Regions from separate parts of the Oryctolagus cuniculus genome. Here region 1 is linked to region 2. Evidence: chromatin contacts called from public Micro-C data. All regions are on one chromosome and are shown on one strand. Each heading gives the region's core, a stretch centred on a gene start, on an enhancer-like site or on the middle of the called end of the contact. The rest is flanking DNA. Distances are from core to core; before and after follow the strand shown.

The links. A called contact is a pair of places that touch in the nucleus more often than the background predicts.
Region 1: a Micro-C map of ear pinna shows a contact between it and region 2, with 5 times the contacts expected there. The contact joins two enhancer-like sites. A contact is called at or near these places in 2 of 6 Hi-C or Micro-C datasets (ear pinna and an unstated tissue).

The regions. Positions count from the first base shown.
Region 1 is chr3:68,329,602-68,334,841 of mOryCun1.1, forward strand. RAPGEF4 (Rap guanine nucleotide exchange factor 4) reads right to left here. Exons shown (of 30, transcript XM_070070679.1): 3 at 4,480-4,568. Among named protein-coding and RNA genes, the nearest start is that of RAPGEF4, 62 kb to the right of the region's middle. Within about 2 kb of position 1,375, at least 1 of the 8 cell types and tissues checked has an H3K27ac peak or open chromatin away from gene starts, as enhancers often do.
Region 2 is chr3:67,919,657-67,925,153 of mOryCun1.1, forward strand. MAP3K20 (mitogen-activated protein kinase kinase kinase 20) reads right to left here. Exons shown (of 20, transcript XM_008258756.4): 10 at 4,470-4,576. Among named protein-coding and RNA genes, the nearest start is that of MAP3K20, 120 kb to the right of the region's middle. Within about 2 kb of position 3,940, at least 5 of the 8 cell types and tissues checked have an H3K27ac peak or open chromatin away from gene starts, as enhancers often do.

The DNA.
Region 1 (5,240 bases), core at 125-2,624, 410 kb after region 2:
GTCCCCAGCAGCTCGCTCCAGGTGAGGCAGACACTGCAAGGCAGGCTTGGAGGGTGGCAGGTGCAGGAGAAATGCAAGAGCCTGTGGTCACTGCTCCCGAACAGCTCAGGCCTCACCACCAAGCCCTCCCTTTCACACCCACATAGCCCCTGTACAATGAGAACGCTCAGGCCCTGGAGCCCTAGAATCACAAAGAACTGGCTCTGACACCTAACAGCTGAGTGGCCTTGGCCAAGTTATTGGGCACCCATCCTGGGAGACTGACCAGAGTCCAAAGAGGGTGGAGCCAAGTGCTGAGCAGTCAGGGAGATATTGCTGGGAAAGTGCTTAGCACACAGTGGCCCGCAGGGGGCGCTGTGCTGCCAGAGGCTGTGGCTGCTCCTCTCACCATTCTGGTCAGGGAAGATGCTGTCCTCACACTGGCTCTGAAACTGAGGGCTGAGTTTGGGAATCTCTGTCTACATCCCCTTGTGGCTCAGACGGGAGGGCAGGCACGCAGTACAGGGGACTTAGACGAGAAAACCTGCCCCCCTTCTAGACTTGACTCGGCGCTGTCCCTGCTTTGCCCCCTTTCCTCGATTCTCTTAGTGTCTGGTATCTTGTCTTCTTTCTCTGTTATCACCCCCTACCCTTCCTCCCTTTTTTTCATGTTTAACAGCAGGAAGAACATGCAAGGCAGGGTGGGGCAGGCATGTCAGATTGAATTCCTGTCGTGGGGGCCTGGGAAAGTTGCACCTGCTAAGCCTTCCATTCTATCCCAGTGGCCAACAGAACATGGAGGCCTAAGGTCACACCTGTTACCACACAAGGGGCCCCTGCACAGCGTCACCCAAGGGAAGCACTTAGCGATGACTATTTCTGCTCTCTAGGGGTAATGCTTCTGGGTCCTTCCTTGCTCCTCCCCCTAGACCATCACTCAACCACTGCACTCCCCACTGGGGTACCTGATGGTTGATCTTATGTATCCACCTGGCCAGACGATGGTTAACCAGTCGCTTGATCAAATACTGGCCTAGATGTTACCATAATGGCCTTTTTTCAATGTGATTACCATTTACAATCAATAGACTTTATATAGTCGATTACTCTTTGGAACATGGAGAGTAATCACTAAAGGCCTTAAAACCAAACGAGCTTCCTTGAGATTCCTCAAAGAGGGAATTCTACTTCCAGAATTCCAGAAATCCACCTAATTTCCCAGCCTTAGCAACTCAAGACGGCAGCAACAGCTCTGACCTGAATCTCCTGTTTGCTGGATCCCCTACAGGTTCCAAAGTCCCAGTTCTTTAAAACCTTTCTCATCCGCCCACTCCCTGCTCTGTCTGCTGTCACTTCTGTTTGCCTGAAGAACCCTGCCTCCTTAGGGCGCAGCTCTGAGAAGCTGACCAGTCATCCTGAGTGGCCCCACCAGCTGCAATGCCAGAGCAGGTTGAACTGGCTTTGCTTATTCCTTCCAGGCGCTTTGGCACGGGAGGAGGTTCAGCCACCACCCTCAGCCTCCTTAGCTTCTTTCCCCCGCGTGGCTGGAACTTCGTCCTGCCCCCTCCGAGCAGGCCGGAACACTTAGCCTCCTCTCCACCCCAGGCAACCCTCTGGAGGGCTGCAGGAATTAGCAGCTTTCTCTTCCCCATACCTTAGTGGTGCGGATCCCTCCAGGAAACCCTGGTGCAACACCGTGGGAGGTAGCGTACGAGAAGGCCGCAAGCCGGCTTTGGTCAGAGCTCACAACTCCTAACACCCAAGGACAAGACCAAGTCCAGCTTAGGAGTGCTTTGTGTTAAGTTTAAGGCCAAAGTCACAGCTAAAGTCTAAAATTAGATGTTTGTTGGTTTTAAAAAAATGCTAATAATAAAGCACTACTCAGCTATTCTCCGCGGGGGTCCTGGTGAGACATAATTGGTCCGGGGCAATATTTCTGGAGCCCGGCCAAATTCTATTTTAATCCCATCCAAACCTGATGCTGGTTTAGAGTCAGCACACCCTTGCTGCCTTGATTTCTCTTCCCCTTGGGCATATCTGCTCTCCTGGTTCTTTTCTCTTCCACGCATTTTCCTCTCCTCTCTCCTCCTTAAATCCCAGCTTCTCCCCACTCTCCATCATGGCTCCCCCAGGACCACCTCGAAGAGAAGAGACCATGGAGAATCCCCTTCTGGGCCCTGTCCCCTGGACACAGCCTGCAGGTGACCCTGGAGTAAGATGAGCACCAGGAACAGCTCTGTGCCTACTGGGACAGAAGATGTGCAGAGAGAAAGGACAGGGGTGACCTGAAAGTGTGACGACAGGCTGAGAGACGGGACACTGCCGCTGCACGTGGCTTCTGTTGAGTCAGTTCATGGGTCCGGATGCTTGCATTCACTTGAGTTCTAGACACGTGACTTGGGGCACCTGGTCTAACGCAGAGCCTCCCAGGGTTGTTGTGAGGAGTAAAGGATGAACCAGGCAGCCATGCGTGCTTAGAACAATACTGGCACGTGGCAAATATTCAAGAGATGCTGGCTGTCCTCAGACCCACTGGGAAACTGAGGCAGCGTCGAGGAGCAAAACCTGCTTCTCTCCTTGACCCTCTCTGAGACCCAGAGGAAACTGGTCCTGGGAGAGCGGCTGCATCCAAGCTGCGAGGCCCAGGTTCCAGGCAGTGTCTGATGCAACTTTCCACGCATTTGCTCACAAACAGCAGAGTACACTATGGAGTAAGTAGGACTTGGGCACTGCCTGAGACTTTGCCATCCATAACAAAGGGCATAACCCAGGCCACCACATTCCGCATTCCAACTCCAAATGCCAACCCTACCCACCCCTGCCGTGCACACAAATCTTTTAGGAAACCATCCCATTATAAAGACAGTGACTGCTAACAAATCCAATATTCACACAAGTCCCCCAAAAATTTAAATCTCAGATTTAGGTGGGTGCCGTATTCATTTTCACATTTCAATATGCTACCTATGACTGAGGATCTGAAACATCATCTTAAACATGATCCTGGGCTGCAGATGGTTTCTCCTCTTAACTTTGACTTTTCTTGATAAATCTTTCTGAGTTTGCTATTACTCAACTCTCTGGCCTCTTTTTTTTTTTTTTTTAATTTATTTCAGAGGTAGAGGTATAGTCAGAGAGAGGGAGAGGCAGAGAGAGAGGTCTTCCATCCACTGGTTCACTCCCCAAATGGCCGTGATGGCCAGAGCTGGGCCAATCCAAAGCCAGGAGCCAGGAGCTTCTTCCAGGTCTCCCACGTGAGTGCAGGGGCCCAAGTACTTGGGTTACCTTCCATTGCCTTTGCAGGCCATAAGCAGAGAGCTGGATCAGAAGTGGAGCAGATGGAACATGAACCGGTGCCCATATGGGATGCCAGCACCGCAGGCGGAGGCCTAGCCTACTGCGCCACAGCACTGGCCCCTGTCTTCAGTTTTTATCTGAACCCTGAATATGTGAACATAAGACATGGCACGTTTTCACAGTGGCTCCTGCAGGTGGCCATTGAGGGAGCACACCTTTCAGGTTCAAGGCCCTTGGCTCTGAACAGCAGGTGTGTGCATATGGAGGCCATGAGTCATAATGGCAGAGGGAGGGGCACTGCAGTTGAGAAAGGCGTCCTGAGGTCCAATTTTAAACATCACGAAAAGAAAAAGAATGGGAGCTTTACCTATGGAGACACCAAGCTGTACAGCAGTGACTAATAGAGGCAAGAGAAGCCACTGCTGTATTTGAGAAGAAAAATAGTACTACTGGCCCATTCCCATCCGCAAGGCCAAGGTTGAGCAGTAAGGCGAGGTTTTCGGCAGGGGGGGGGGGTGGCTATATCAGCCATGTAGCCCCTGCATCACCAGGGCTACTGTAAGGCCACGGATAAGATGGTTTCCAGGGTGAAGAAAGAAGCCAAGATACAGATGGAAGAAGGACCCACAAGGAAACCCAGGGTCCTTGCTGGTTTGGAGTCAGCACACCCTTGCTGCCTTGATTTCTCTCCCCCTTGGGCACGTCTGCTCTCCTGGTTCTTTTCTCTTCCATGCAGTTTCCTCTCCTTTCTCCTCCTTAAATCCCAGCTTCTCCCCACTCTCCATCACGGCTCCCCCAGGACCACCTCGAAGAGAAGGGACCACGGAGAATCCCCTTCTGGGCCCTGTCCCCTGGACACAGCCTGCAGGTGACCCTTGTCCTTCCCCTGTGTCCACACTTCACACCCTGCAGTGGCAGCCTCTCACCCTGCTACTGAACTACTCGAATTTCCCAACAGATGCACTGTGGTCTCCTAGTTCATGTTCTGCCACCCAGTCCCATACTGAAATCAGGGAAGACATCCAATGCATATGGTTGTTGAGCAGCTTACTAAAGAAAGCCAACAAACACTGGTGAGCGAACCCCTTATTATGGGGAAAGAGAAATGGACTTGGAAAATGTCATTTTCATGCCATAAAAAACATAGGGATACTGCATCTTTAAAAGTAAGAGTAAATCCTGCTTAAAAGCAAGATAGATTACCTGGTGACTGCTGGTCTCCGAGACTTTAACATCCAAAGATCCTGCCAGGACAGCATACCAGTTGGTTCCAATATCACCCTGGCGAAATACTGGAAAAGAAACAGCACTGTAAGTATTCCAAATGCGAGTTGGTTTCCCTGGGTGACTTGAGAGTTCTTTACTGATTGTCAGAAACACATCTCAGCCCAGCCGAGCTTGCCACCCTCCCCGACCCGTGCCCACAAGAATATGACACACTTATCTTTGCTTCATCTACTGACAAAGCGGCAGCCTATCTACCCAACGTTCAGCCAAGTAGAATTCGGTTAAATAGAAATCTGTCGTATTTACAGAGCTGCACATATTTGCACCTAGACGATAATCCTAAACACTTTAGGAGCCTTTGAATTTAAGAAGAATTGACTGATGTTCTGTGTAATTTATTTTAAATACATTTCATGGTATTATGATTCTTAGAAAATTTTTTCTCTAGATCGAATGCACATCAACGAGGTTATCTCACTCAACAGAACACCAGACCACAACCTCCAGCACTTTGAATCTGTATTGAAAACAATGTGCTTTCTGGAAGAGCCTGGGTCCTTCTAAGCTAATCGATGCATGCTTATTTAAAACACACACACACACACACACACACACACACAAAATGTCTTTTGGTTAAAACTTTTTAACTACAAGTGATCATTGTTCATTTCCTTCTTTGTTTTATGAATTCACCATTTTTTAGGCATCTATAAATGATTCTCTCAGAAATTTCTGAG
Region 2 (5,497 bases), core at 2,690-5,189:
TCCTAGCTCCTGCAAGGCCCAGTCTTGGCTGCTGTGGCCATCTGAGAAATGAACTAGCAGGTGGGGGCTCTCTGTGTGTCTCCCTGCCTCGCAAATAAATAAATAAATAAAAACATCAACAATAAAACCCCACCAGATGCTCCATCTGGGCTATGTACAGAAGCTCTACCAGGCAACCAGCATTCCCCAGAAACTTCACAGCATGACTGGAGTTGACTGCACAGGGTCTCTGACTTGGACTCTCGTTACATGGTTCCAGACATGAGACAACAGTCAGGGAGAGAAGGCAGGTGGTCTGAATGTGCCACCTGTGGAAATAGCCAGATGATCTGATAGAAACACAGAATTCTTTTTGGTACTCGGCACCGTGAGTAAGACAGTGTTTTGACCGTAATGATAGCCTGAAGCAGCCACGCCCCGGGAAGTTTCTCTTAGCTCTGAGAGTATCTAGTCAATCGAACACCTCCTGCTTCTGCGAGGGCATGACAATGACCACGTGTCCCCCCGCAGCACACATGGCATGTGTGCCACAGCAGGCCTGGCACTGGCATCAATTTTACATACGCCACTTGGGTACCATCTCAATACTGTGGGACGATCTTGGGCAAGATACTCAACCTGCCTGATGTAAGTTAGGGTTGCTATGTGGATTAGCAAAAGAAAATCCAAAAGAAGTACAAGTGTCTGGTAAGACCCCAATAAATGAAAACCATGGCTTTTTAAAAAATCATTATTACAATTAATATTATTATCATCCATGTTTTTTAACCAATATCCAAGTTCAGTTAAAACAGATCTGCTTCTGGGGCTGGCGCTGTAGTGTAGCGGGTTAACGCCCTGGCCTGAAGTGCCAGCATCCCATAAGGGCACCGGTTCTAGTCCTGGCTGCTCCTCTTCTGATCCAGCTCTCTGCTGTGGCCTGGGAAAGCAGTAGAAGATGGCCCAAGTCCTTGGGCCCCTGCACCCACGTGGGAGACCTGGAGGAAGTTCCTGGCTCCTGGCTTTGGATCGGCACAGCTCCGGCCATTGCAGCCATCTGGGGAGTGAACCATCAGATGGAATACCTCCCTCTCCCTCTCTCTTTCTCTCTCTGCCTCTCCTTCTCTCTGTGTGTAACTCTTTCAAACAAATAAATAAATCTTAAAAAAAAAAAAAAAAAAAAAAAAAAAAAAACAGATCTGCTTCTTCTCAAACTGTGGTCCACTGGCTCATACAGACATCAGAGGGGCAGGCACTTGGTACAGTGGTTAAGGTGCCATGTGGGATGCCCACATCTTATCCTGGACTGCCTGGGTTCGAGCCCCAGGTGTGCTGATGATCCACCTTCTTGCTAATATGCACTCTGGGAGGCAGATGATGGCTCTAGTACTCGGATCCCTGACACCCAAGTGGGAGATCCAGACTGAGTTCTGGGATCCTGGCTTCAACCTGGCCCAGTCCTCACAGTTGCAAGCATTTGGGGAGTAAACCAGATGAAAAATCTGTCTCTCTCTAATAAAATTAAAATTTTATAATAAAATGAAATTTTAAAAAGAAATCAGAATTCCTATAAAATAGATGAGGAATAAATTTGTGAGAGAATTAAAAGATGTTTGCTTTGGCACAAAAATGTTGAAATCCTTCCTTACAGAGTCCTCAGAAAGTTTAGCATGTATTATGAAAAAAAAAAAAAAATTCATGGATTTCTTTGCACCAAAATAAGCCTATCTTTTTTTTAAAAAAATTTGAGAGGCAGAGAGCCAAAACTTCCACCTGCTGGCTCACTCCCCAAATGTCTGCTGGGCCATGGTCAAAGCTGGCAGCAAGGTGTTCTGCACGGTGGCAGGTACCCAACAACTTGAGCATCGCTAGGTCTGCATTTTCATGTCCTTTAGTGTTTTAGTAAAAGGCTACTTTATTTTTCATTTTTAAAGATTTATTTATTTGAAAGGCAGAGGGCAGAGAGATCTTCTATCCATTGGTTCACTTCCCAAATCCCTATAACACCAGGGTTTGGCCAGGCCCAAGCCAGGAGCCAGGAATTCCAACTGCATCTCCCACAGGGTGGCAGGGACCCAAGTACCTGAACCATCATCTGCTGCCTCCCAGGTGCGTATTTCAGGAAGCTGAATTGGAAGCATGGAGTGGCTAGGACTCCAACCAGGCTCTCCAATATGGGATGGGTCTCAAGCAGTAGCTAACCCCACTCAGCCACAATCCACACCTCTAAAATGTTATTTTAAATAAAAAAACTCTTTGTCTGTGACAGAGGTTTTCAGTGTTGCTCTGGGGACCCATGAGACCTTCCAGAAGATTCTTGGAGTTACGCTGTTTTCAGAATATCACTAGACAGGGGTCGCCTGTTCCGCTCTCATCCTCTAAAAGCGTTCGGTCTCCCACAGGTTCCCTGCGTGCGCAAGTGACGCAGACTGAATGCAAAAGCGTGCTGTGTCACTGTGTGTAGTTTCAATGAATCAACACATATTTAAGTTTTTTCTCGATTCTCATCGTGAATGTGGTAAACACTGGCAGATGCAGGTCATGATAACAAAGGTTCTTTGGAGTCCACTGTAATTCTAAGAACGTAAAAGAGTCCTGAGACCAAAACCTATGGGAATGGTCGTACGTGGGGAAGAGCTGTGACAGCAGCTGTCATCTGTCTTGGACCCGATTTCTGAGGGCACTGTTTTTGGCCATATGTAGGCTTTAAGATTTTCACGTGGAGAGCAAGCGACTTTCCTCCTGACTGATGCTCTGTTGCCATACTTTTAAAGACTCCCTGTCGCAAGGGTATTAATATCCCACTGACCCTTGGGATAACAGATCGAATGGCACTTCCTTGGGGAAGGCTTTCACAGCAGCCTCGGCCCAGATCAGATGGTGTGGGCCTGTGCTCTCAGGCGTCCGGCGCTTCTCAGCTGCGACGCCTGTCCAGTAGCTATGTGTGGGTTTCCATTTAGCAGTTTGGCAACTGGACACGCTGTGACAAGCATCCTGTGCTCATGGCTCCGGCCCGGCACCTGGGCGGCACCAGCAGAAGCACAATGGATGCTGAACAAACAAATACAACCTGGGTGCTTGTCATGGCAGACAAATGGCCCTACAGGGTTATGTGCTGCTGTATAACACCATCCTTTCATATCATTACCAACAAGGCATTCTCTTCCTCTGTCCTCGTACGTATTGACCAAGCAACAGCTGTGTTTCCAGCATGTTCTAGGAGCTGCAGGGACAGTGGTGAGTGCAAGCAACAGGGGGACATAGTTCAACAACTACCCACAGAGGGCAAGGGCGGGGCTGAGGAGGAGACACGCTCTCGGAGTGCGGAAGGCAGGACTTGGCCTGTTGTGTTATCTCAGCTACCGGAGCCTCAGGGGTGGTGTGCAGCTGCACAGGGGTGGGCTTTAAAGAGGGGAAACTGTATCTGCAAAGCCCCCCTGCAGAGGGAGGGCAAGCGTGGAATAGGACCATGATCTTAAGCTAAGGCCATTGGGGCCAAAACCCAGATGGCCTCATTCAGTCTCCAAAGTCCTGTTAAGTATCTTTCCCTTCATCTTACGAGTGATTGGAACCCATACGAGGGTTCTGATGGGAAGTGATCCGATTACACAGTCACTGATCTCTTACTGCAGGAAACAAATGTTTTGCTTTTTTAATTATTTCAGCCTAAAAATTGTCTCTTAGGACTAGACTTGACTTCACGGTGTTACTTTTGTAGCCCTAAGTAATAATTCACTTAACTCACTCGCCCTAGGGAGATCTTTCAAAGGAATAAGCATACATAGTGTGACTGTAAAATACCAAACAGGAAGCCCAAGGAGACTTGGGACAACAGGAGTCCACAACCTGGTGGTTTTCAACCTGCATGCAGTGTTCAGCCAGCATCAGCAGATGGCGTAAGGCCTCACATTACTGCCTCGGAGCAGAGTTGAGGTTACTCCCACCTCTGCTGAGTCAGGGCAGCAGTGGTGTCAGCTCCCAAACATGCTATTTATACGTGCATCATGTGAGCTGGCTCGGACGGGCTAGCCTGGGCTTACTTTTTCCACTCATACAAGACGGTTCTCTCGTTCCGAAGTTTGTTCTGCACTTCACAACATTTGATAGGATTTATAAGGGCCCAAGTTTTCTTTTACAAGTGTTTTTACAGTGCCCTTGCCCTCTCCAGCAGCAGATCTGGCGCCCGCGCATTTCAAGGCCTGCACAGTTTTCCTCTCTTACTTTACTGGACACAGGCCAGAGCGGGGATGGGGACGGGGACGGGCTGCTCACCAGCGTTTGTCTCAGAAGCCAGGATTTCAGTATTCTTTCCAAACACTGAGGGATGCAGTCAGACAACGCAGACTCTCCCTCTTGCTTCCGTGTGAGAGGGAGGGCTCACCAGGTCTCCTCTCCAAAGGTCTAAAACATTGTTTTCCCTAAGCCACGCGCAGCCAGCAGGACTGTCAGCCAGGGCTCTGTGGCCGGGCTGCAGCGCCAGGACCACCCACCTCCACTCTGCCTTGTTGTGCAGGAACGAGTTGCACTGGTCAGGAAGGCTCGTGTCATTGCGCATGGACTCCAGGATGGCAATGATCTGCTTGAACGACGGCCGTTTCTGCAAAAGGGGAGAGAGTCACATACTGGGCCTTAAGCAGGAGAGCTTTAGAGAAGACACAGGCACCCACAGGCACGGTCATACCCAGCTCAGCCCACCGGGCGGGCGAAAGGAAACGTGACACAACGTTATTTACAGCAGATTCCATATTTTGGATTACTTATGCTGAAGAACATATGCACCCTGGGAGGCAGCAGGTGACGGCTCAAGTACTTGGGTTCCAGCCACCCACGTGCGAGACCTGATTGAATTCCAGTCTCTTGGCTTGGACCTGGCTTAGCTGAGGCTGTTGCAGGCATCTGGGGAGTGAACCAGCAGATGGAAGAGCTCTGTGTGTCTGTCTCTTTATCTCCATTTATCTGCCTTTCAAATAAAATGGAAATAAATAAAAATTTAAAAGGAGAAGGAATAGATTCTGATGTTGTTTTTCTATCCATGTGGCCTAAGCTTGGGATAATTAGTGTTTTTCTCCAGGTAGAAGTTCTCTTTGGGTATGATTAAGGGCTCCTCAAAGGAAAAAAATTAGTCCTTAAAAACATCTATGTGATAAAACTGGTAAAAAGTTAATGGGAGTCTGAGTATCTTGGTGTTCTTGGTGTTTGCTGTACAATTCTTTTTTTTTTTTTTTAAAGATTTATTTATTTATTTGAAAGGTAGAGTTACAGAGAGGCAGAGGCAAAGAGAAGGAAGTCTTCCATCCGCTGTTTCACTCCCCAGATGGCCACAACAGCCGGATCTGGGCCAGTCCGAAGCCAGGAGCCAGGAGCTTCTTCCGGGTCTCCCACGTGGGTGCAGGGGCCCAAGGGCTTGGGCCGTCCTCTACTGCCTTCCCAGGCCACAGCAGAGAGCTGAGCAGGAAGTGGAGCAGCCGGGCCTCGAACCAGCGCCCATATGGGATGCCGGTACTACAGGCAGCAGCTT